Linked DNA regions of Xenopus laevis: region 2 is linked to region 1. Evidence: chromatin contacts called from public Hi-C data. All regions are on one chromosome and are shown on one strand. The core of a region is the stretch at or near the end of the contact, and the rest is flanking DNA. Distances in the headings are between cores, read along the strand shown.

Region 1 (5,634 bases), core at 2,130-4,629:
ATGGATGGTTTTAAAAGTGGATTTCTTCATTGTTGATCAGACTGGATTGGTGAACTCAACAAGTGCACTTCTCACCCAGGTAATGAACTTAAAATGAAATATAAAGGTATTTTGACTCTGATTCTACATGTAACACTATGTGAAAAAGGGCACTTGGTATTGTACTCTTAGGCCCCATACAGAATGCAATCTGGGGAATAGATTTCTAAAGCTGGCCATAGACGCAAAGATCCGATTGTACGAATCGAGGATTTGTACGATTTTCGGGCCGAGTGTGGAGAGTCCCGACATTTTTCGTCCCATGGAGATCGGTCATTTGGTCGAACAGACAGGTTATAAGATTTCTGTCGGCTGCCGATAATATCTCTGCGTGTATTGCTGATCGGCCGATTTTCAGTGGGAGACTGTCACTAGCTTTGTCGGACATAACTTTCGTACGATTGCTGTCAGGGGCAGAATATCGGCTGATCTGTTCTTTTACTACTTTATTTGATCGGAATGGCTAGTGGCAGGTTGGGAGATGGGGAAGTCCAATCGTTCGAGGATTCAAATGATCGGATTTTTGCATCTATGGCCAGTTTAAAGGAGAAGGAAACCCTTTCGGCGCAAAACCCCTCCCCCCTGGCCTACCTCCCCCCCGCGCAAATGCCCCTAACTTGTTAGTCACCCCTCCATGCAGGTCCTCTCTTGCCGAGTTCACAGGCGCCATCTTCGTCCGATCGATCTTCTTCATGTATTTGGTGACGCATGTGCAGTAGGAGGCATTTGCCGGTTGGATCTACTGCGCATGCACCGAAAGTCACGAAGTTTCAGATAAAAGAAATCAGAAACGTTGTGAAATTTGGGTGCATGTGCAGTAGATCCAACCGGCAAATGCCTCCTACTGCACATGCGTCACCAAATACATGAAGAAGATCGATCGGACGAAGATGGCGCCCGTGAACTCGCCAAGAGAGGACCTGCATGAACTCGGCAAGAGAGGACCTGCATGGAGGGGTGACTAACTAGATGCATTTGCCAGGGGGGAGGGGTTTTGCGCCAAAAGGGTTTCCTTCTCCTTTAAGAGAGAGCAGAGAGGAACTTTCTAGAGCACAATCCTGTTCATATTGTTCTACTACCAGGCCTGATAATAAAAGGTGACTAACTGGAAGTCTGTTTGATCTGCTGCAGGTAGAAACATTGCTCTCATCACAGTTTTCTGCTGGAACCTTTACTCTAGTGATAGTCGGCAATTCAACAAACTAAAGGGATGTCTCCGGGATAGTCTGAGAGGCCGATGCAAAGGAAAAGTGGAAATGATCTGAAATTACGGAGGAATCCATAATTCTTTGGGCCTATGCAATAAATAAGCCAATGAAATGACGTGTCGGAGGTTTATTTCTCTAGTGGTGAAGACGCAGTGCAATGTAAGGAAATTGTGGCAAAATATATCACATAAGTATTGTCTAAACCAAGCCTGAAATGGAAATGAATCTGTGGATTCGGACAAATGCCAGAAGAACTGCTGTAAGTTGCCATAGACAGTTGCTATTTATTGGCCATGTGGGGCTGTTTGGGCCTCTTATATACCTTAAGGGCAGAAACACACGCTCAGATTTGGGGAGATTAGTCGCCCGGTGACAAATCTACTCTTCTTCGGGGCGACTAATCTCCCTGAATCGCCTTGCCTCATGAAGAAACTTTGGGCGACTTCGGAAAACGAATCACTCCGAGTGCCATACTGACGGCAATTTACATTCTAGCCGGCAGGAAGGCAGCAGAATGCAGTTCGGGGAGATAACTCGCCCCCGAATCTGAGCGTGTGTCTCTGCCTATTTTGAATCTAAAACTGGTCTAAACCAATGGACCAGCCTGATATGGACCATGTTATGGGTGGACAGGCTACTGGTCTAGTGACTTCACTGAATAGCTGGATCATGGCCAAGCTTTACTTTGCAGCAGGAATAGTGTTATTGCCATTAAACCCTAGTTTTTATTTCAAGGCATTAGGAATAAAAAAAGATCCATATGGTCTTTATTAAACAAAATCAAAATGTGACCAAAATCTTTAGGAAATAAAAGCTTATTTATTTTATAACGTTAATTGGGGTAGTGTGACCCATTTACATGGATAAGGACAAGATAAATGTGTTCAGAGAGCATTCCTTCCTTATCAAGAGGGAGCTACCATATTGGTTGCCTTTACAATATTCATTCAATTCTGCTGAACGGTACTGTAAACACAAGATGATGCTGACCTGATCCAAGTAAGCACTGCAGTTACTCATGTACAAATATAAACACACACACACACATATATATATATATATATATATATATATATATATATATATATATATATATATATATATATATATACTGTATTTTGCAGATAATAAATTTAAATTATCTCCCATTCTTTTCCATTTAATGTAGAGTAAACCCTCATAGAAATGTCAAATATACTTTCCCCTGCAATGTATTGTAAGATCTCCTATAGTAATACACAATGACTTATCTTTCATTTCTTCATAGTTATATCTAGAGTCACTAGCTACTTTTGTCATATCTATAATGTATTATGATTTTTCTGACAATAAAGGACTTTTTGTTCTTATGGCAATGTCACATGGGCAATCAAGACACTGATATCAATGGGAAGTGATGTCAGTCACTCTGGGCAGAAACAAGTGACAGCAGTGACATTGCCCTTAGTTCAGAAGCCACAGTGCCCAAAATAGAGCATAACTGTACCCTGTTTATACATTCAGATGGTTCAGACCATTAAACATCCAGCACTAGGCTTCACTGGAATATAAAGACTACAATGGAATGCATATGAAGAAACCTTTTCAGAAAACAGACTTTTGGCTTCAATAGATTGATGTGAATTATCTGAATTTCACATGGCAACTCTAGCAGGATTGGGCTATGAGATTACAGGTGCTTGGCTTTAGCCTACCTTGGTAGTTTAGAAAATCTGTCCAATGGAAACACCAATTCACAAATGTGTAATTATTTTCCTATTGTTTCACATGATTTCTATGAATGTACAGGCTCAGTTTGCAGTTTTAGACTTAAATAAGACTCCATTGATACCTCTCTGCTCACATAATTCATTATCTGCTTATTTCTCAATATCTATTCCATAGTTTAAATACTTCTGTGTTCTTTCAAATAAGTATCCAGTTCAGTGGTTTATTTGTTCTGTGCAGCTCTTATCTATTCCACTTTTAGGGCAGACACACACTGGCAGATTAGGGGAGATTAGTCGCCCGGCAGCAAATCTCCTCTTCTTCAGGCAGTGCCGGGCTAAGTCAGCCGGGCGCCCTAGGCAACCTGGCCGGCTATGTCGCCCCCCATTGCGTTCTTAAAGGAGGAAGTGCGCATGCGCAGAGGAGCGGCAAACCTGCATCAGTGCCCATGCACGCAACAACGCAAGCGTTGCAGAAGCGCCAGTGCGCATGCGCTGAAGAGAGCGCACTTGCGTGAACAGCTTCTGGAGTCTGGAGAAGACGGTGCCAACTAGGGGAAAGCGTCAGAAGAGGTATGTGCCTGGCGCCCCTCTGCCTTTGCGCCCTAGGCACGTGCCTCTTCCGCCTACCCCTAGTTCCGGCCCTGTCTTCAGGGCGACTAATCTCCGGAACTGCCTTCCCCTGGCTATAATGAAAATCGCAGGCGGAAAGGCACTGAGTGCTTCGGTTTCCAAAGTCACCTGAAGTTTCGGAAAAGGAAGCGCTCAGAGTGCCTTTCTGCCGGCGATTTATATTATAGCCTGCGGAAAGCAGTTCGGGAAAGTTAGTCGCCTGATGCCTCATGGGTCACATCATCCCCCCACTGGGTTTCAGGAGTTATATTAGCACCCGACACTGCTGCTGTTTCTTATTTTATCTGAATTGGTGTTTCCACTCCAAAACCTGCCCCACAGACTGAACCCATTTCTGTTGGTGCATCTGCAAGATGGGGCATACAGGAGCAGATTTGTCTTTTCTATGCTGACATATAGAGAGTATGACACTGGCCTTAGGGTTATGACATAAATCAATATTAATTAATTTTGTCGGTAAAATTTGTCCAAGCTGAAAACATAGCATTGCCTTCTATCACCAAGTTATTACAATGGTGGATGGAATAATCTGTCTCCAAGATGCTCTAAGCCTATTTGCCTGGTGCTAGAGTTCATTATGAGGGGTTAGGAAAGTAAGAGGAAGGTGCGAAGTCCTCAAGAGTAGTATCCAAAATCTAGGTGAAAAGCTGAAGGCTAGGACTTACCCATTACAGATCAGGGGGACTATAACACCTACAAACAATTTGCCAGATTGAGCAGAAACTATGATAGTCTGCCTCTGTGTTGCATGCAACACATTTTCAACCCCTACTTTGGCTAGAATAATTAATCAGCCCCTACCATACATTGTTCCATGTTGCAGTGATGGATTCTGGGAGCTGAAATCCCTCTGCTGCACAAGTAATGGAAGGTGCCCATCCAATGAAAGAGGACCTTAAAGCTGGCCATAGACGCAAAGATCAGATAGGTCGAATCCTTGAACGATTGGACTTCCCCATCTCCTGACCTGCCACTAACCTTAAGTGTAAATACTCCTGTGCATACAGACACACACACACAAAGAAGCAGACAAACAGGGCTCCCTGGGTAGCACAACCAATGTTATACTGAGAACTGATAATAGTAATGTAAGCCATATGCCTAAATAGGGTATTTCTGGTCTGAAAGCGTATGTTGGGGAACCAGTGACAATAAAGATCACTCTCTTTGCGCAACAAAACGCAAAACTTTAAATAAATGAGGCCACAGAACACTCACGTGTGTGACTTAAAGACACGAGGGTGAAAACAAAGAAAAAGACATGGGGACTTTGTTAAATACAGAATCCATTTTATTGTAGGCATTAACAATAATAAAATATCTAATTTCCTTAATGGTTGAAAAACCACTTCTTTTTTAACCATAAAATCCCTGGATGTTGGAGAGGAGAAAGATTCATAACGTGAGAGAAACAAGAGGAAGAGATGAGCAAGGAAACGAGGACAAACAATAAATAAATAAAAACCACTGAACATGGACCGTTTTCTCGCATTTCAGTCAGACAACAGGCACAATTTCTCGACACCCTTGTATTAGCCCTTTAAATTTGGTATCCATTGCAGTCATGGTCTCCTGAGAGGGAAGAAGGGTCATATGAGGCAGTTACATATAAGCACTTTCCACTGCTGGCGGCTACCAAGTAGCAATGCACCGCAGTGTCACAACTAGTGAAAATGCCAATAAATGGGATGTGTGTGTGAGTGATTGTGTGAATGTGCATTTTGTATAACTGTTTGGGTCCCAGACAGGCTGGTAACTTCTCTAGCCCCAACAGGGAGTGTAAATGGATTGGTTCACATTAACCACCTGTAAGACATCAGGTAGCTCTCTATTGTCCCTAACCAGACCTAATAGTAACTCTTGGGAGGCTTCCTAATCTTTCTAATGGAAGGCCAGGGACTTGAATGATACAGTTAGATGTTGTTAAATGATGATTAGCTTCAGTGTTCTCCCTGACACACACAACTGTGCATAGGAACAGCTCAAATACACAACATATACTGGTTTATGCACATGCATTTATATTGAAGCAGCAAACTTTACCTGTT
Region 2 (5,143 bases), core at 2,298-4,797, 150 kb before region 1:
TTTAGAAGTTGCATTTATAATTGCTTATGGAAAAAACCATTGTCATGCAGAACTACAGCAGCCCAAAATGCGTTTCTTACTAGTAATGTTGACAGACTCCTAATTGTGATGGGACAAAGAAATAACTGGCAGCCAGTATGTTACTTACAATAAGTATCCCAGACATTATTAGAGACTATGGATTCTGTAGGGAGCAGAAACACAAGATTAATCTATGTTACAGTACAAGTACAAGAATGCCTGGTCTCTTGCCAGATGCACCAATCAGTTCTGTTTTCTGCCATATTCTACTTTCTATTACAAATAAATGACTAAAACAGACCCATGCCAAGAAAGTAGCCTAGAAACATGGTGTAATAGTTACAGCACTGATGGATTTTCCAGCTATTAATGACTTTGAGTGCGGTTCAGATGAACATTTTCCTTGGCCACTGTAGCGTAGGTTTAATAAAAGAGCTCGGTCCCTTTCAGTATTAATAACACTGTGGTGTGTGTGTGGGCAGAAGTGGGAAGTGTTTTATTGCTGCTTCCTGATAGAGTTTATATTGAATCCCAACATAATTATATCAATAATATATATTTAAACATGCTATCAAAATGGAATGCAAATCTCACTCAAATATAAACTATGATGCAATCTTACCATTTGGCACAGGTACAATGGAGCATTCTTTTTCTTTAGCTTGATACAAGCTGGACACACGGGCAGACTCCATGACATAGAGATGCTCAGTCACATGTTCACTGATTTGATTGACGACCTATTGGGGTGTGGCCCATGCAGTTCTGGACTGACTGATGACATCATAACAAAATCATATCAGTCCAATATAAACATGGTGGCGACTCAAAGCTCACTCAACACAATAACACCAGAATGTAAACATTCAGAATTGTTGGGGGATCAGCACATGCATAGATGGTCAGAAACTGAATGTGATGGCAATCTTTATTCATAACAGAAAGTAATAAAATATAGTGATTTTCCTGTTGTCTGCTGCAATCTATATAGGACATTCCTTGCAGGAACAGCACTAAATTACTTATCACATGATACATTTAAGAATAAATAGTATCAAATGCTATGCACAAAACATATTTCTTGCCACTGTACTTTGCATTATATGGTATATACTGTATCTGAAAACCGACCCTGGGCACAGTGCTTGTTTCATGAACAAATGTGGTCTCTTAGAATAGTGGTCCCCAACCAGTGGCTCACAAGCAATATGTTGATCAGCAAGCCCTTCGATGTTGCTCCCAGTGGCCTCAAAGTAAGTGCTTATTTTTGGATTTCTGACTTTGAGGCAAATTATGTGACTTTGAGGCAAATTATGGAGCCAAAAAGTCCATGGGGCAAATTCACTAAAGTGCGAAGCGGCTAACGCTAGTGCAAATTCACCAGCGTGGTGTCATTTTGTTACTTTGTCGATTTACTAACGGGTGCTGGCGTAAATTCACTAGCGAAGTGGACCTACTCTAGCGCTTCTTAGCACCCTTACGCCAGGCGAAGTTGCACTATGGCGAAGGGACGTAACTACGCTAATTCACTAACTTGCGCATTTTACTGAACATTACCTCTTGCGCCAGACTTGCCTTCGCCACCTCAGACCAGGCGAAGTGCAATAATAGAGTAGATAGGGATTGCTTCAAAAAAAGTTGAAATTTATTCTAAGTCCCAAAAAACGCTGGCATCTTTTCCTCTTTTCCTTTTTTAAGGGTGATAGGCTGAAAAAGAGATTTTTTTGGGGTACCCTCCTTTTCCCCTACATTTCCTAATATATGGCACATAAACTATACAATGGCCACATGTGTAGGGCAAAATAACAACTCTGTTTTATTTTATGAAGCTTTCTCAGGCTTGTGTAGTGTAATGTATTTGCTGCTACATATACATCCATTGTACTTTAACTTGGTGCCGTATGCAAATTAGGCATCGCTAGCGTAACTGCGATTTCCTTGACGAATTAACGTTAGCGCAACTGCTCGAGCTTTCGCCTCCCTCAGCGCAACTTCGGATTTTAGTGAATTAGCGGCGCCCTGGCGAAGTGCGGCGAAGGCTGCGCTAGCGCAACCCACAGGTTAGTGAATTTGCCCCCAGGTGTTCTGCCAAACAGAGCCTCCTGTAGTCTTACAGTCCATATAGGGGCTACCAAATAACCAATTTTTATAGTTAAATGTGGTTTATTGGTAAAAAGGTACATGGACGTTTTCAGCGCGATCCAATGCACTGCGACAAACAACACGCGACACGAATGTTGGATGCAGACACTGCATCCTGCGTCCGCATCCGACAACCGTGTCGTGTCAGATTAACGCTGCGACACCATGCGACTATGCATTCACTTACCTTATTTTTGTTGCATGCGTTTTGTCGCAGCACGTGGGATCACGCCGAACATCTATGTAGTCCTACCCTTATACTTACCTTTCTTTACTTGGACTGAGTAATGGGATGATTGGTGTAAGAGTGCGCATAGTGGAATAAACTAGAAGACACATTTTTAGGTAGCACAATGATGACTTATTATAATGACAGCAAAGGAAAAGTAATACAGAGGAGGAGGACATATAACTGCAGTGTCACTAGGACTCACATTAACGTATGGGAATCAGTTAACAGCTCCAGTAATGTCATTAGTAGATACATTGGGATTAGCAGACAAACATATAATGTGCCTGATGAAGAGCTATAAATGCTTAATCTCTAATGCCTGGATAAATACAGCTCTCTTGAGACAACTTTTCCAAAAGAAAATTTCCAGATTGACTGGCCACATTTCCATAAACGTATCCCCTTCCAATATTGTTCACTACAATTGGCTATAAGGAATATACCCAAAAAATAAATCTATAAATGACCCCCGTTTTACTCAAGAATATCTCCTCAGTCCCACTGACTTTAATGGATTTCACCAGCTCTGAGGCAATATAAAATAATGGAGTGCATTACTGGAGTAAATGAAAATACACCTTTATAATGGATTTTACCTGTTGATTTATAAATGTGATGGATGAGGAAAAAAACAAGGAGAATGAAGAAATACACAGCTTTTAGATGACCCAGCTTTTTACAGCACCTTTTATTTGTAAAACATTTTATATACCTTTCTAACTATTATGGATGCACCGAAATTTCTGATTCGGTGAATCCCTGAATCCTTCATGAAAACTTTGGCCAAATACTAGGGACGGGAAGGGAAAAATTGGGAAAAATATTTTTTACTTCCTTGTTTAGTGACGAAAAGTTACAAGATTTCCCTTCATGTCCCTAATTTGCATATGCTAATTAGGATTCAGATTCAGTTCGTCCAAATCCGAAATCTACTGAAAAAGGCAGAATCCTGGCCATATCCCAAACTGAACCCTGGATTTGGTGCCTCCCTAATAAATAAGGCCCAAGTGAGTTTCCTGATTATTCTGTACTAGAAGTGGCTGGCGACTAATCTTGTTTTGACCACTAGGTGGCAATATTTCCTCAGTATCGGGATCCATTTACTTTACAGAATCAAATCTGTTCAACGTTATGAGTATGTGTATGTGTCCCCAACTTCTGTAGCTTCAGTTCAGGGTGAGACAAGGATTAGTTAAAGATACAGTACAAGCACATCACTCTCCAGCACACTGTGGTGAGATTGAGTTCCATGCATGTTAGCCTGTTAGATTAGATCCATGTTATGATCTCAGACAGTGCATGTGAGAGTGGCAGTGTAAAGCATGTTGCACTTTTTGGGTCCAGCCTGAGCTCTAGTAAAATGTGAACTGGATGCAATAAATTTCTTTATTTGGTACAACATTATAATCTGATGATTTGATTTCATGTTGCTCCAATGTGTCCAACCAGAGCCTGGTCTTGGAACTGAATAAGGCCAAATACTGGGCAACAGGGGAAGAGGTGGACATATATCTGTGGACCTTTGCTCTATTAGGCAGCCTAAGGAGTGAACCAGATTACATTGATTTGTTGTTTAGTTGCTGGAACAGAGAAGCAGACAGTAGCCGTAGCGCAGATCAGCTACCAGAGGGGTTATGGACTCCGCTTTCACACATCAACATTGCCACCAATTTACTTTCAGCCACCAATATCCAGCAAGTTTGAAGCAAGGGATGAAGTGCCTTAAACATTCTCTGAACAATATTAGAATATATGTAATAGTAGAGGATTCCTAAGCACAGGCCAAGGTCTCTGTAATCAGTCCAACTGATTCATCTTGCCAAAAAGAGCCCCATAGGATCTCCTTGTATAGATTTGAAATTTAATAAAGAATACTATTGTACCTGTATTTGGCTTCTCTTAAAGGGATAGTACACACATATATGAACAAGGCTAAAGTTTTTAGGTAACTACTGGGGAACAGTCAGTGCCCCCTGCCAAGGCCCAAAGGGAAGCCTGAGCCAATGCAGCATCTTGTTTCAGCGGGGCGGGGGGGGTGCAGTTTTTGTAGCAGGGCCCATGGTCCCCTAGTTACACCGCTGCTTGCCTATACATTCTATTGAATGGATTAAAACTTGTGAACTTTAGCAGTTGAAATGCTTCCAATAAACATAAATCCCAGCCAATTATATTTTGTGATCTCATCCAGAAACCAGTCCAAATATTTACCTGATCCTGGGACATCATTTCAGTTTTTCAGACATGACTAGATGGAGACATAAGGGCTCAATTAGGAGTGTTCAGCGCATGTGCTGTTGCACAAAGTTAGCTGCAGTTGATCTGCGCTTGGTGCTTTCCCTCCACTCGGCTCCCTCTTCTTTCTGCGGGTAAATCAAAGATGGTGGAAACTCCATTGTTATCACATCAGCCTGCGTCAGAGAACATGCGATTTTGATGCTGAGAACATGAAACAACTGAAGCCAAAGTGTTCAGTACAGTGTCCTATTTGCTTGGAATCACATGTGAAACGGTGTCAGGAGTGGCTCCATATTGTGGCTGCAATTACTCTGGTTTCAAACAGTTTTTATTGTTTTCAAATGAAACAAAAGATCAAAGCTTTAAATGTGGCTGCAATTTAGTTGGAATTATGGGGAAAACACTACATTGTGGGTGCAAAGCAGGACAACTTGTGGCTGAAATAGCACTTTGCTCAAGTTATTATAGAGGATAAGACGTAGTTACATTTGTGGTTCTACAAGTAACAATTCA

What was found. Hi-C and Micro-C count contacts between places; a contact is called where the count stands out from the background.
Region 2: a contact with region 1 is called in a Hi-C map of the XL177 cell line, with 2.4 times the contacts expected there. The contact joins two enhancer-like sites. A contact is called at or near these places in 2 of 4 Hi-C or Micro-C datasets (the XL177 cell line and the XTC cell line).

What each region holds. Positions count from the first base shown.
Region 1 is chr4L:95,280,731-95,286,364 of Xenopus_laevis_v10.1, reverse strand. No RefSeq gene overlaps it. Among protein-coding and RNA genes, the nearest start is that of LOC108714351, 19 kb to the left of the region's middle. Within about 2 kb of position 3,379, at least 1 of the 7 cell types and tissues checked has an H3K27ac peak or open chromatin away from gene starts, as enhancers often do.
Region 2 is chr4L:95,436,310-95,441,452 of Xenopus_laevis_v10.1, reverse strand. No RefSeq gene overlaps it. Among protein-coding and RNA genes, the nearest start is that of fam20b.L, 8.9 kb to the left of the region's middle. Within about 2 kb of position 3,547, at least 1 of the 7 cell types and tissues checked has an H3K27ac peak or open chromatin away from gene starts, as enhancers often do.